Linked DNA regions of Sus scrofa: region 2 is linked to region 1. A link is a contact called in public Hi-C data. All regions are on one chromosome and are shown on one strand. The core of a region is the stretch at or near the end of the contact, and the rest is flanking DNA. Distances in the headings are between cores, read along the strand shown. Region 1 holds the start of LRRC59 (leucine rich repeat containing 59). Region 2 holds the start of ANKRD40 (ankyrin repeat domain-containing protein 40).

Evidence for each region. Hi-C and Micro-C count contacts between places; a contact is called where the count stands out from the background.
Region 2: a Hi-C map of embryonic fibroblasts shows a contact between it and region 1, with 2.5 times the contacts expected there. The contact joins the promoter of ANKRD40 here to the promoter of LRRC59 in region 1. A contact is called at or near these places in 1 of 5 promoter capture datasets (liver), 1 of 47 Hi-C or Micro-C datasets (embryonic fibroblasts) and 1 of 2 datasets of contacts at active chromatin or transcription factors (alveolar macrophages).

What each region holds. Positions count from the first base shown.
Region 1 is chr12:26,692,744-26,695,705 of Sscrofa11.1, forward strand. It overlaps LRRC59 (leucine rich repeat containing 59), which reads right to left and starts at 1,524. Exons shown (of 7, transcript NM_001244951.1): 1 at 1,213-1,524. The coding sequence starts at 1,317.
Region 2 is chr12:26,994,423-26,997,580 of Sscrofa11.1, forward strand. It overlaps ANKRD40 (ankyrin repeat domain-containing protein 40), which reads right to left and starts at 1,338. Exons shown (of 5, transcript XM_003131571.5): 1 at 966-1,338. The coding sequence starts at 1,099.

The DNA.
Region 1 (2,962 bases), core at 274-2,773:
AGATGCCTGGAGTAAGTGCTTTCAGATGGCAGTCCTAGGGCCAGGCTGACACATGGCTGGCCATCTTCCTGGGGCCAGGAAGAAGGCAAATATTCGGTTAAGGATATTGGGTCAACTCTGCACTTTCCAAATGTCAGAAAGTCCCAAGAATGACATCTGACGACCTAAAAAAGTTTGAGCTATTACAATGGGAAGCACACCTTGGTAATACCTACATGTATGAGCATTTGCTACCTGCCAAGTAGTTTACATTACAATTGTATTTAGTCCTCCCAACAGCCCTATGAGATAGCAACAACTATCACCGTGTTATAAAGGAGGATAATCTAGGCTCAAAGGTTAACTAGCCTGCCAAGGGTACTAAGCCATTAAGCAATACAGCTGATCTACGAACTGGGAATCCCATTCTAACCTGGATACTACACAGCCAAGGTGGAGGGAAGACTGGGCCAAGTGCCAAAAGCAAATATGATCAGTTAGAGACAGTGACGAAAGTGCAGGTCATCCAAAGCGACGCTACTGTGGGGGATAAGGGTGGGGAACTAGGTGGGCAAAGCAAGGATGTACATTAACTTCACTTTGGCAACAAACTAGTCAGGTAATGTCCCTTGGGCCTCAGCCTGTTTTCCTGGTTGTGGGAGTGGGGGGGGGGGGGCCACCCTGGTGCAGATTCCCGCCAGTTTCAGAGTTGGGAAGAGACCTTGCCAACCAAGCAGTGACATTTCACTCTCAAGGAAGGACGCCTCAAGGCTGGGACAGCCAGCTGGGATTGGTCGCTTCCTAGAAAGGCCTGGTTCTGAGCCACACCCAGGTCTACCCGGAGGCCTACTCTGACGAGTCACTCATTCATTTGTTCATTCATTCTCCCAAAACATCAAGCAATCTCTCCGTGGGCGCCTACTCTGGGTCGGGCACGGAGCGAAGTTCCCTGAAAGCTCTTGAAATGCACGAAGATTCACTCCTGACCCGTAAAAAGCCCATGGCTACACCAGCAGCTAACCTCCCATCTTCTGGACCTGCGCCAAAGTGACACGTGTACATCCCAGGAAGAACGCTGGGGCTGGACGCGGCCTCCCCGAGGACTTAGTCCCACTTCCCCCACCTCGTTTTAAGCCATGGAAACTGAAGCTTGGGAAGGAAGGAGACCCCCCCCCACCAGGGGCCAGCGCCAGTCGAGGACCGGCGCCTTGGGCCTCGAGGGACCGTACTGACCAGCTCCTTGACAGGGACCTCATTCAGGTCGCTGAGGCTCAGGTCCAGCTCGTTGCCGTCAAGCTTGTCGCGGAGGTTCCCGCCCTTGCTACCGGCCTTGGTCATGGTGACGCCGGCTGAACGGGTCCCGGCCCCGGGGCTCCGACGGGCAGGAGAAAGGCTGAGAAGCCGCTCGTGGACTGAGGGGACGCGCACTCAACCGACAAAGCCTACGTCCCCCGCCGCCGCAGGTGCGAGATCACCGCCGACCGTCCGCCCGCCGGCCGCACTCTGAGCCCCGCACCCCGTTCCCACCGGTGCCGCCGCGACGACGACCACTTCCGTGTCCACGTCACCTTCCGCGGCCACTGAGACAGGCTGGGCCAGAGCGGCCAGAGCATGTTCGGGAGCGCCCTCTGGCGCACAGGATGGCGCACTGCTGTCCCGGGCACGGCCGAGGGCGCCGGTTCAGGCTCTTTTTTTTTAGGGCATCCGCGGCATATGAAAGTTCTCCATGCCACAGCCACAGTAACGCGGGATCCCAGCCGTGTCTGCGACCTACACCACAACTCACTGCAACGCGAGATCCCCAACCCGCTGAGCGGGTTGGAACCCGTGTCTTCAGGAATACTAGTCGGATTGGTTTTCTCTGCGCCAGAATGGGAACTCCTGGTTCAGGCTCTTTCTGTTGCCCGCCCCCTGAGCAGCTGGGTATCCGGGTGGCGGGAAGGGCGCCGGCTGGCAGTAGCCTCAGGCAACGCCAGAAGGCAAAAAGGCTGGGGGCTGGAGTTCCCGTCGTGGCGCAGTGGTTCCGACCAGGAACCATGAGATTGCGGGTTCGGTTCCTGCCCTTGCTCAGTGGGTTAACGATCCGGCGTTGCGGTGAGCTGTGGTGTAGGTTGCAGGCGCGGCTCGGATCCTGCATTGCTGTGGCTCTGGCCTAGGCTAGGCCGGCAGCTACAGCTCCGATTGGACCCCTGGCCTGGGAACCTCCATATGCCGCGGGAACGGCCCAAGAAATAGCAAAAAGACAAAAAAAAAAAAAAAAGGCTGGGGGCTGGAGGAGCTCACATCCAAAACTTACCTCACCAGATTTTCCCCATTCTTCTGGATTAGGAGCAGAAACTAGATGTCCTTCAAAATTGCTCTGTCCCCTATTTAACTAACAATCCCCAAATCATCATCATCGTCCGGAAAACTTTGCCTCTCTCTCTCACCTCCTCCTTACCTCCCCAAGCCCTGGGACCAGCAACTTACGCCTGGATTACTACTCACAGTGTCTCTACCTCTCATCCACCTCCACCCAGCTGCCCACATGATATTTCTAAAAATCTAGCCAAGTCTCTCCTTTGCTTAAAACCCTTCAAACCTCCAGCTGTCTGTAGGATATGGACCACTCTCTTTTCTAGACTGAATCCTGTGTGTTCCTGCAACTTTCTGACAAGCCCTGGCCCCAGCCAGGGATACTTCAGAGACTTCCAGTAGGTGGCATCCACACCTTCCCTGGTCTTGGAATGGCCCTGCCTTCCGACCTACCTTTGCTACCTAGCTAATTCCTAGTCCTTCAGGAAACCTTCCCTGGGGTTTATGAATCCTTAAGCAGTCACCATACATTACCTACAAACAAGCATTATAATGGTACCCGGCTGATAGAGTTTGAGGAGGACTGAATTAGTAAAATACATGAAGAACTTACATCAGTGTCTGGCACTTAGTAAGTACCCAGTCAATACTAGCTTTCACTCCTAATCCACCGTTATACTTACCTTTG
Region 2 (3,158 bases), core at 88-2,587, 300 kb after region 1:
AAAAATAAAACATTTGTGGAGTTCCCTGGTGGTTCATCAGGTTAAGGACCTGATGTTGTCACTGCTCTGGTTACTGCTGTGGCGCAGTTCCATCTCTGCCCTGGGAACTTCCTAATGCTGCAGGGGCAGCCAGAAATAAATAGATAGACAGATAGGTAAATAACATTTGCAAACTCACTTTAACTCTCAGCTAGCAAAATAGGCTGGTTAAGCATTACCTGGACCAAGTAAAAAAATTAAAATTTAGATGTTAAGAGAGCAGAATAATACCACATTCTGTAACTTAATACTAAACATTTCACCACCAGCACATCTTAAACTGAGACTTCTTATTAGTTGGGAAGAACTCCATGGCAGGCAGGCATCTAAAGTCTTGGATAAAGTCTCATATTTGAAACTGTTGTTAAGAAAACAAAACAAAACACTCTATAGAATAAATGAATGAGTCTTCCTGCAACAGGCAGCTGGAGGTAGCAGCAAATCACTGCTGTAGTGAGAGGGGAAGCCCACGAAGAATACAAGTGATTTTTTTTCCCTAGTCTTGGGAAAAGAAATTGTTAGTTTATAAGATTCATATATGCTCAGTTGTTTTATGCTTTTTGCTCTGCACAGATGTGTTCTTCAGGAAAATTGAGGATTCAAACTGGGGTGAGCTCCATCTTAGGGTGAGAATTCGCAGCCAGCGCCGTTCCAGCCACGTTTTGGGGCAGGGGGTGGGGGGGGGAACGGCGGGGCGCCAGGGTTCGGGTGGGCGCTGCCGGGGCAGGACCACGTGGGCCGGGACTTGGGCACGACGCGCCGAAGACTACCCGAAGCAGGGGGACCAGGGCTGGCCTCCAGGGCGCACAGCCTCGGAGGCCCGGAGCGCCCGGCCACGCCTAAGCGGGCGTCTGGGGCAGCGCTAGGCCGAGGTCGCGTCCCGGGCTGTCAGCGCTGACCCTAGGCCTCCCCCGCTCCCCACTTACCAGCCGTTGACCTCATTTTGGGAGTTCACATCCACCCCGCTCTCCACCAGTTTCTGCACCTCCCGAATGTCCCCCAAGGCCGCGGCCTCCCGCAGCCTCTCCTGCTGTTCCTTCTGCTCTAGCAGAGCGCTCATCTTCCCTCGGCCCCAGGCCCCCGCCCCGCCCCGCCCCGGCCGGTCAGCGTCGCCGCCGCGGCGGCCCGCTCCCCGCCATGGGGAGACCGCGCGGAGTTCGCCCGCCCCGCTCGCGCCGCCTCCCGCGCCCGACCCGGGCCTCGGCTCCCTCCCGCGGGCCGCCCGCCGTTCCCCTGCTGTTCCCGGCCCGCGGGCCCAAGCCTCCTCCCGGCCGCGCCTCCCGCAGGCCGGCTCCGGGGGAACTTATTCAGAGTGACAACCGTGACCCAGATATTTTCCGTTCCTACCCTCGGCCCCGGCTCCCGCGCGGGCCGGCGCTTTATGTAACGGCTGCACGGTATTATCTGCGGTGATTCACCGACTATTTTTAGAACTCCCCACCACGCAGCTCGGAGGGAGGAGAACAGACACAAGTAAAGCGAAGAACTCTTATTTGAGAGCCAGAAAGCCTTCTCCTCTGGCGCAGGCTGTTTACCGGGCATCAGAAATAACTGGTGTGTTTGGCTCTTTTTCCTTATCTGAGCCAACTCTTGCCCAGCAGGATGGGAAAATGAGGTGAAACCGATCCTTCTATTATACACCCATTATTGCGGAAATAGACTACACGGTTTTTTCTTCCTTTGACAGTGCTTGGAACCTTTTATTTCGATTCTTTCTTTTTTTTTTTTTTTTTTTTTTGTCTTTTCTAGGGCCACTCCCACGGAATATGGAGGTTCCCAGGCTAGGGGTCGAATCAGAGCTGTAGCCACCGGCCTACACCAGAGCCACAGCAACTCGGGATCCGAGCCGCGTCTGCAACCTACACCACAGCTCACGACAACACCGGATCATCGGCCCACTAAGCAAGGCCAGGGATCGAACCCGCAACCTCATGATTCCTAGTCGGATTCGCTAACCACTGCGCCACGACGGGAACTCCTATTTCGATTATTTCAATTGCTGTTGTTTTACATCTCATTTTAGACAGATTTCTTCTAACGTGGCTTTCAGGAAAAAAACAGATTGTGCGCAAGGCCTATACATTGTAATTTATTACTGCGTGTAATCACAATTAATTACCCTTCGCAAAAGCCATGTAAGGAAAAAAAGAAAAGAAGAACACCAAAGAGGCTTTGGAGTTATCCCCCTCCCTGATAATCCGGAGCTGGCCAGAGCCACGGAGCAAGTATAGACAGCATTTTACCTGACTCTTTGCCTAATCAATTTAATGAGGCTCAGAGCCTGGGCTGGCACTGCTTTACTACCCAGCAGGAGAAAAAAAAAGGACGGCTTTGCTGAGCCCAGGTGCCTGGGAGAGATCTTCCAATGTGGCACAGGATGGAAGCTTGCAGATGGGGTCTGGAGGATTAAGGAAATAAACCTGGGGTGGAAAGGAGGAAGGACTGAAATCAGAGAGGAGACGAAATAGGAAGTGACACATTTAGGCATGGAGTTTTCAATTCCCTCCCTTGGGGGCAGCCCAGGGTTTGCACAGCAAGCATTTTTCTTGCTACTGTTTAAGAAAAACCATTATTATTTGTTTATTATGATAGTCGTTCACACAGTACATAGTGCACACCAGGTAGTGCTGAATATAAACTGCCTGCACCCTGAAATCGACCATATGGTAAATTGGAACTCTGCTTGAGCTGACATTTTTTATTTGCTCCCAATTTAAATTTTAATTCTCAGATCCAGCATCATATTCCATTGGAAGCTGACGTGCATAGTGCTGGAACTGGGCCTTTTAGCACAATTTGAGTGACATGGGAGTAGATAGTGGCCTCTTTGTGAAAAAGCAGTTCAAAAAGACGGGTAGTTGGAGTTCCCGTCCCTGGCTCAGTGGTTAACAAATCCGACTAGGAACTGAGGTTGCAGGTTCGATCCCTGGCCTTGCTCAGTGGGTTAAGGATCTGGTGTTACCGTGAGCTGTGGTGTAGGTCACAGACGCGGCTCGGATCCTGTGTTGCTGTGGCTCTGGCGAAGGCCTGGCTGCTACAGCTCTGATTCGACCCCTAGCCTGGAACCTCCATATGCCATGGGAGCGGCCCTAGAAAAGGCAAAAAGACAAAAAAAATAA